Regions from separate parts of the Sus scrofa genome. Here region 2 is linked to region 1. A link is a contact called in public Hi-C data. All regions are on one chromosome and are shown on one strand. Each heading gives the region's core, a stretch centred on a gene start, on an enhancer-like site or on the middle of the called end of the contact. The rest is flanking DNA. Distances are from core to core; before and after follow the strand shown.

The links. A called contact is a pair of places that touch in the nucleus more often than the background predicts.
Region 2: a contact with region 1 is called in a Hi-C map of liver, with 4 times the contacts expected there. The contact joins the promoter of HP1BP3 here to the promoter of PINK1 in region 1. A contact is called at or near these places in 2 of 47 Hi-C or Micro-C datasets (heart right ventricle and liver).

Annotation. Positions count from the first base shown.
Region 1 is chr6:78,861,452-78,864,686 of Sscrofa11.1, reverse strand. PINK1 (serine/threonine-protein kinase PINK1, mitochondrial) reads right to left here and starts at 1,492. Exons shown (of 8, transcript XM_021095478.1): 1 at 1,003-1,492. The coding sequence starts at 1,398.
Region 2 is chr6:79,006,377-79,009,611 of Sscrofa11.1, reverse strand. It overlaps HP1BP3 (heterochromatin protein 1-binding protein 3), which reads left to right and starts at 1,691. Exons shown (of 12, transcript XM_021097635.1): 1 at 1,691-1,835.

The DNA.
Region 1 (3,235 bases), core at 243-2,742:
ACAAACATCATAGCTATCACTTATAGGTGGAATCTAAAAAAGGATATTATGAACTTATTTGCAGAACAGAAACTGACTCAGACTTTGAAAGACTTACGGGGACCAGAGGAGACAGGTTGGGGGGGGGGGATACGCTGGGGGTTTGGGATGGCAATGTAAAATTAGGCTGTGACAGATTCTTTATAAGCCTAGCACCTCCTCACAGTCAGGGCTGGTGCCATCTTGAGCTCAGCCACCCTCTGACGCCTTAATAAACGCTTTTGCTTTACAAATAAATAAATAAAATTAGGCTGTAATTATGGTTGCACAACTATAAATACAATGAAATTCATTGAATAAAAATAAAGCAGGTCTGCTATCTTCTCTTGCTGTTCTTGGTTTTTGCTGAAGCTTCAGATCTGTCATTAATATCAGTCACTGTGTCACTTCTGATTTGGCTAAACTGTGGAAGGAGCCTGGCTGGAGCAGTGGTTAACGGCACAGGCTTTGTAAAATCAGACTTGGGGCACTGCCCTTTATGAGCTGTGTGACTTTCAGCAATTTACACCACCTTTCACTTCTCTGAGTGTGTTTCCTCATCCATAAATTAGGGATGACAACCAACCACAGGAATATAAGTATTATGTCTTAGTTGTCCTTAAATTTCTGAAAATTTACAGAAAGTTATTGGCCAAGGTGCAACATGAGTGGTTATTAACATAACTTCCAAAATATGCTGTTTGAAGGAAGGGAAAACAGTAAAAAGTGAGCTGTTAAGCCCCAGGTCAGGAGATCAGTGACATCGAAAATGAGCCTTAATCAGTGATGTCAAGGAATTTCCAGCTCGGACAAAGGTAAACCCTGACCCAGGGCCCCAAATCAGTTAATGCCTCCCAGCTCCGCCTTCACCACGCCCACACTTAGCCCCACCCCACACCCACCCAAGACCCGCCCACACACTTAGCCCCGCCCGCAGCCCGACTCCCGCTCCCGCTCCGACCCCCGCCCGCGGCCGGCGCTCACCTGGATCTCATGACAGGCGGAGGCCGCCCGCCGACCCTCCGCTTGCTTCTCCTCAATGAGGCCCAGCCCCAGCCCGAAGGCCAGAAAGACAGCCCGGCCGCAAGGGCCCGCGCCGCCCCGGGCCCGCACTACGAACTGTCGCTGGAGCCGCGCCGCCAGCCCGGCCACTGACTGGCGGAAGAAGCGGTAGCGGCCGGGGAGCCCGAGCGCGAGCCTGCGCGGCTCCGCTCCGGGTCCCGCGGCAGGGCCAGGGCGCTCTCCGCGGCCCCAGCCCGCCGCTGGGCCCGGGCGTTCGGGCCGCCCCCAGGCATAGGTCGGGCCAGGCTTGGCTGTGAAGCGCAGCAGCAGCGCTCGGCCTAGCTGCAGGCCCCGGCCCAGAGCCTGTCGCACCACCATGGTGCCGCGGCTGGGTCTCCTCCGAGCCGCAGGAGGCCGGGACGCCTGTCACAACAACAAACTTCGGGTCGGCGCCTTTGCGCAGGCGCGGGCGCCAATGGGCGGGGCCGCCTCTCTGGCTGTTTCTCCGCTGTGCGCGCACGAGGGCGCTGTTCGCGCATCTGCGCGGCGGGTAGTTTCTTGCTCTTGCACCCAGGATCTAAAGATTGCATTGTCAGGGAGATCCTGTCAACATCCTTGGTTCTGGGCAAAATCGAGAAATTGAGAAGAGAAATGAATAATTATTACCCCTTACCGACGGTGCCAGAATCTACGTTTGTTAATTTTCCTACCAATGAGATAGGAAGGTCGTTTTTATAGATAAGAAAACTGAGGAAAAAGAAAAAAACAGGGCAGTGACAGTCCAAGGTCATATGCAGTATCAGAGCTGAGGTTAAAGTTTGCATTGCCCTGATTGCTGAGTCCTTGCCCCTGATGCCCTTCCACTCGTCTCAACAAGCCCACAGGCCCCGGAGAGAAATCTCACCCTTAGGCCACTTTTTTCAGATTAGTGAACAGAGTCCCTGAGATGTGGATCAACTCACAAAGTCACACAGCATGTTGGTGGTAGAGCCTTGTTACCCAAAGCTGCTGTTGGAATGGCTGATAAGGAATTTGTACTGAGTGATTTTTCTTTCTTTCTCTTGCCTTTTTTAAAAAGAGAATTTACAAATACAATAATGGAAAACTATAGTGAACCCCATGTACCCAATTATCCAGTTTCAACAATTATCAACAAATAGTCATTATTTAGTCACCTGTGCATATCTTCCTACTTTCCATTCTCCCATCTTTAAAGCAAATCCCATATATCATATCATTTCATTTATAAATACTTAAATATCTATTGAGAGAGAACTATTTTTTTACAAAACATAAATGATATTGTCACCTCTAAAAATATTACCATTAACTTCACAATATCATTTACTATCCAATCAATATTCAGATTTCCCTGTTGTTTTATTTTACAGTTGTTCAAATTGGGATCCAGACAAGATCTACATGATTTATTTGGTCAGTGGGTTATTCTTTAACAAGGAACCAAGCCTTCCCCAGGCTAAGGAGGTATATTTTGTGGTGCTGCCATTTAAAAAAACGTTCCTGTAATCATGAGTACCTCCAATCTCCTTACCCTTAAGGCTGGTTGTGGGTAAGAGGCCCTGGAAGAGATGTTAAAATGTTTTTGAAGGTATGGCCATGTGTCACAGATGACCTTCAGGGCAAGGGGACCTTCGTCTAGCCTGAGACCCACCTCAGCATTTCTTGAATAGAAAGACACAGTCTAACCTATTTATTTCAGGACTCATTTGCGACCTTTAGCACAGCCCTGTTTCTGGGCTGTAAAGTTGTAAGAAAGAATGAGAGTAAATAGGAATAAAAACAAGGCAACTGCAGAAAGATCCACTTTGAATTGGTGAAATTTTTTTTTTTTTTGGTCTTTTTGTCTTTTCTAGGGCTGCACCCGAACCACATGGAGGTTCCCAGGATCAGGGTCTAATCTAAGCTGTAGCTGCTGGTCTACGCCACTGCCAAAGCAACGTGGAATCTGAACCGAGTGTGCGACCTACACCCAGCTCATGGCAGCACCCGATCCTTAATCCACTGAGCAAGGCCAGGGATCGAACCCACAACCTCATGGTTCCTAGTCAGATTCGTTAACCACTGAGCCACGATGGAAACTCCAGTGAGTTTAAACATGTCAAAACCAGTATAGGAATACTTCCTAGTGACTCAACATTTTGAGGATCCGGCGCTGTCACTGCTGTGGCGTGGGTTTGATCCCTGGCCCGGGGAA
Region 2 (3,235 bases), core at 442-2,941, 140 kb before region 1:
GAGTCCCGCAGCAGAGATGAATCCAACTGAGGTTGCAGGTTCGATCCCTGACCTCGCTCAGTGGTTTAAGGATCCGGTGTTGCTGTGAGCTGTGGTGTGGGTCACAAATGCAGCTCAGATGCTGTGGATGTGGTGTAGGCTGAGAGCTGTAGCTCCCATTCGACCCTTAGCCTGGGAACTCTATATACTGCGGGTGTAACCCTAGAAAGTACACACACATAAAAATCTGGGCTCAGGAGTTCCCGTCGTGGTGCAGTGGTTAACAAATCTGACTAGGAACGATGAGGTTGCGGGTTCGATCCCTGCCCTTGCTCAGTGGGTTAACAATCCAGCATTGCCATGTAGGTCGCAGACATGGCTCGGATCCTGCGTTGTTGTGGCTCTGGCATAGGCTGGTGGCTACAGCTCCGATTCAACCCCTAGCCTGGGAACCTCCATATGCCATGGGAGCGGCCCAAGAAAAAAGGCAAAAAGACAAAAAAAAAAAAAAGAAAGCAAATTAAAAAAAAAAAAAATCTAGGCTCAGGTCTGATCGCTGCCCAGGAACTCCATAAGCCACAGGGCAGCCAAAAAAGAGGGAAAAGGGGGGGGGGAGACAAAAGATAGAAATGTTGATAAGGAAATGAGTAGGTTGAAGAAATGGCACAAAGTAACCAAAACCCCTTGTGAACATGTTTAGCCTGACACTAGAACACCAGGGCACTGGTAATGTAATCGGGATGTTAATGATAACACCTTGTAAAGAATTGGTGGTGGTGTGGTGGTTAAATTTTTATACAGCTGATCTTGGAACAGATGGAGTAGATGGCTATACCTGGGAAGGCTGGTGAGACAGTTAATGGCAGAGCCTGAGGACTGAGCTAAATGATTTCACAAATCTTTAAAATGACAGGAACATGCATTTGAGAATTAGTCATACTACTGTGAGCCTCAAGGCAATTGTGCTTATTATTTCCCTATATTCATTACCCAAACCCTCTCTACCCCCGACAAAACACCTACTATTGGAGATACATCGAATTTTCCCAAACTGATTTTGAAAAGTTACACTTTTTAACAATACGTAGCCTAAGTACGCTGATACCAACCTAATATGACATTTCCTAGGGAATTCCGTTTTCTAATCCCAAGGTTTCCTTGTTGAGAACCCTCCCGCGTTTGCGGATTAGGGAGCCAGGGAAGACTCATGATTAGAAAATCAACTTTCACAGTTCTTTTCCTGAGCCATTACTCTGCCCTGTACTGTATGGATACTTAATGGGAACGAATGAGAGGAAATGAACTTTCCGCTGAATTCCTAATTATTCCACGGTCTTCAAAGAAGCTAAACTGAGAAGCGGGAAATGCCAACCCCTCTAACGGCAGGCAGGCGGATCGCCAAAGCCAAAGCCCAGTTAAGACCGGGGACTGAAATAGACCACAGAAGTGTAAGTGAAAAGAGTGTCCTTCCGAGGAAGCGAAACCTCACCACCCAAGCTAACGCGCGCCACTAGCACAGCGCCGGCGAAAGCTGCGCGCGGACACAGACCCCAGCCGGGTCGTCCCCGCGTCCCGGAGCGCCCTCTCGCGCCCCCGCGCGCCCGACCGGGGAGGCAAATCTCGCGCGCTCCCTTCGCTCCCGCGGGCTCGGGGCGCGGCCACCGGCGCGCGGGGGGGGCGGGGCTGGCAAAGGGGGCGCGCGCGAGCGCGCGCGCGGGGCCGCGGGCAGGGGGGCGGGGCGGCAGAGCTCGGCGGCTGGGCCTGGAGGACAGCGGCGGCGGTGGTGACGAGCGGCTACGACAGCGGCGTTGAGAAGCTGTGCGGGACGCGGGCGCCAGGAAGGGGGGAGCGCAGAGGTAACGCAGTACGGAACAGGCGGACGGGGAGTGGGCGCGGGTCGGCTAGACCCGAAGGCGAGTGGCAGAGGACGCTTGCCCGGGGCGCCGCCGCCGCTCCCTGAGCGGAGGGGGCGGGGCGCCCGCGTCCCTGGAGGTGGTGCCTTTTGTCTGCCTTCCCCGGCCGCTCCGCCCCCCCCATCCCTCCCCCCTGCGACCTAGCCCCCTGCCCCTTGAGCTGAAGCCTCCTCCGGGGCCCTCTGGCACGCGCGCTCCCGCCCTTGTTTTGTTTGGACTAGGGGAAGGTGGGGGAGCTCTTCCCTGATCGAGGGCCCTGCGTCCCAGTGCGCCTGCGCTGGCGTCCTCCCGCCCGCTCCGATTGGCTGAGAGTTTGCGCATGCTCCGGAGCCCCGCGGTGGACCCCCGACGTCCGCCCCCGCCCTCCCCTTCACCCCACTCCCTCAGCGGTTTTCCGGGCCGGTTCGAAAGATGCCGGCGGCGGTGACTGGCTGCGGCGGTCCCGCCCCCCCGGGTTCTCCGCCCCTGCCGCCGCCGCCGCCGCCATTACGGAGCTCCCAGCGGTGAGTGCGCGGGGCGTTGGTGCCCACGGTCCGCCGCTTCTTGGCTCGCGCGGGCGGGCGCTGCCCGGATCGCGGCGTGGGCCTCCCAGCGTGCCTTCCGCAGCGTGAGCCCGAGCTGTCAGCCGGTGTCCTCGGTGTCCGCCGCCGCTGAGCCCGCCCTCCTTGGCCTCGCAGTCTTCATCTTAGCTCCGCTCTCCCCCGCCTTGTGCTCGCGCAGCACACCGGCCGCTCCCTGCCTTTGTCTCTGCTGGTCTTTGCCCAGTCTCTCGGCGGTCTGGGCGCGCTGTCAGCTGTTGGCGTCCCTGAAAAGCCTTTTGCTGTTGCTGCCGCTGCCGCTGCCGCTGCTGCTGCGACGCGGGCCTAAGCTTTCGTTTTCCCGTATGGCTTTCCTAGAGCTTGTTGCTCACCGCTCCTTAGACGGTGTGGTTCTAGTTAACAAAGTCCAACTTGTGACTAGGAGCGTTTGTATAGAGATGGAGGCAGGAGTGGTCGAGTGAGAGCCCGGTTTCAGAGTTTTGATACCGAATTGACTACTGTGATGGAGAACGAGTCACAACTTTTTTGAGGGAGTGCGCTCCCCTGCACAAAGGACTGCGCAAGGTGAACCTTACCGCCCTCTCCGCATAGGCATTTTCTCTCTGTGGTTTATTATGCTTCCTGACTTTTCGTTACATTGAAAAGTGAAAATTAGTTAGAAATATACCCAGGAATTCGCCTGGAACTTTACTGACAAGCCGGCTTGTCTTAGAGTGAAGTTAGACGTGACTAGTTTAATTTTGGAAGATAGATTTGTTTCATCTGGAAAGGCATAAACCTGTTCAGAGCTTTTAAAGTTTTTAT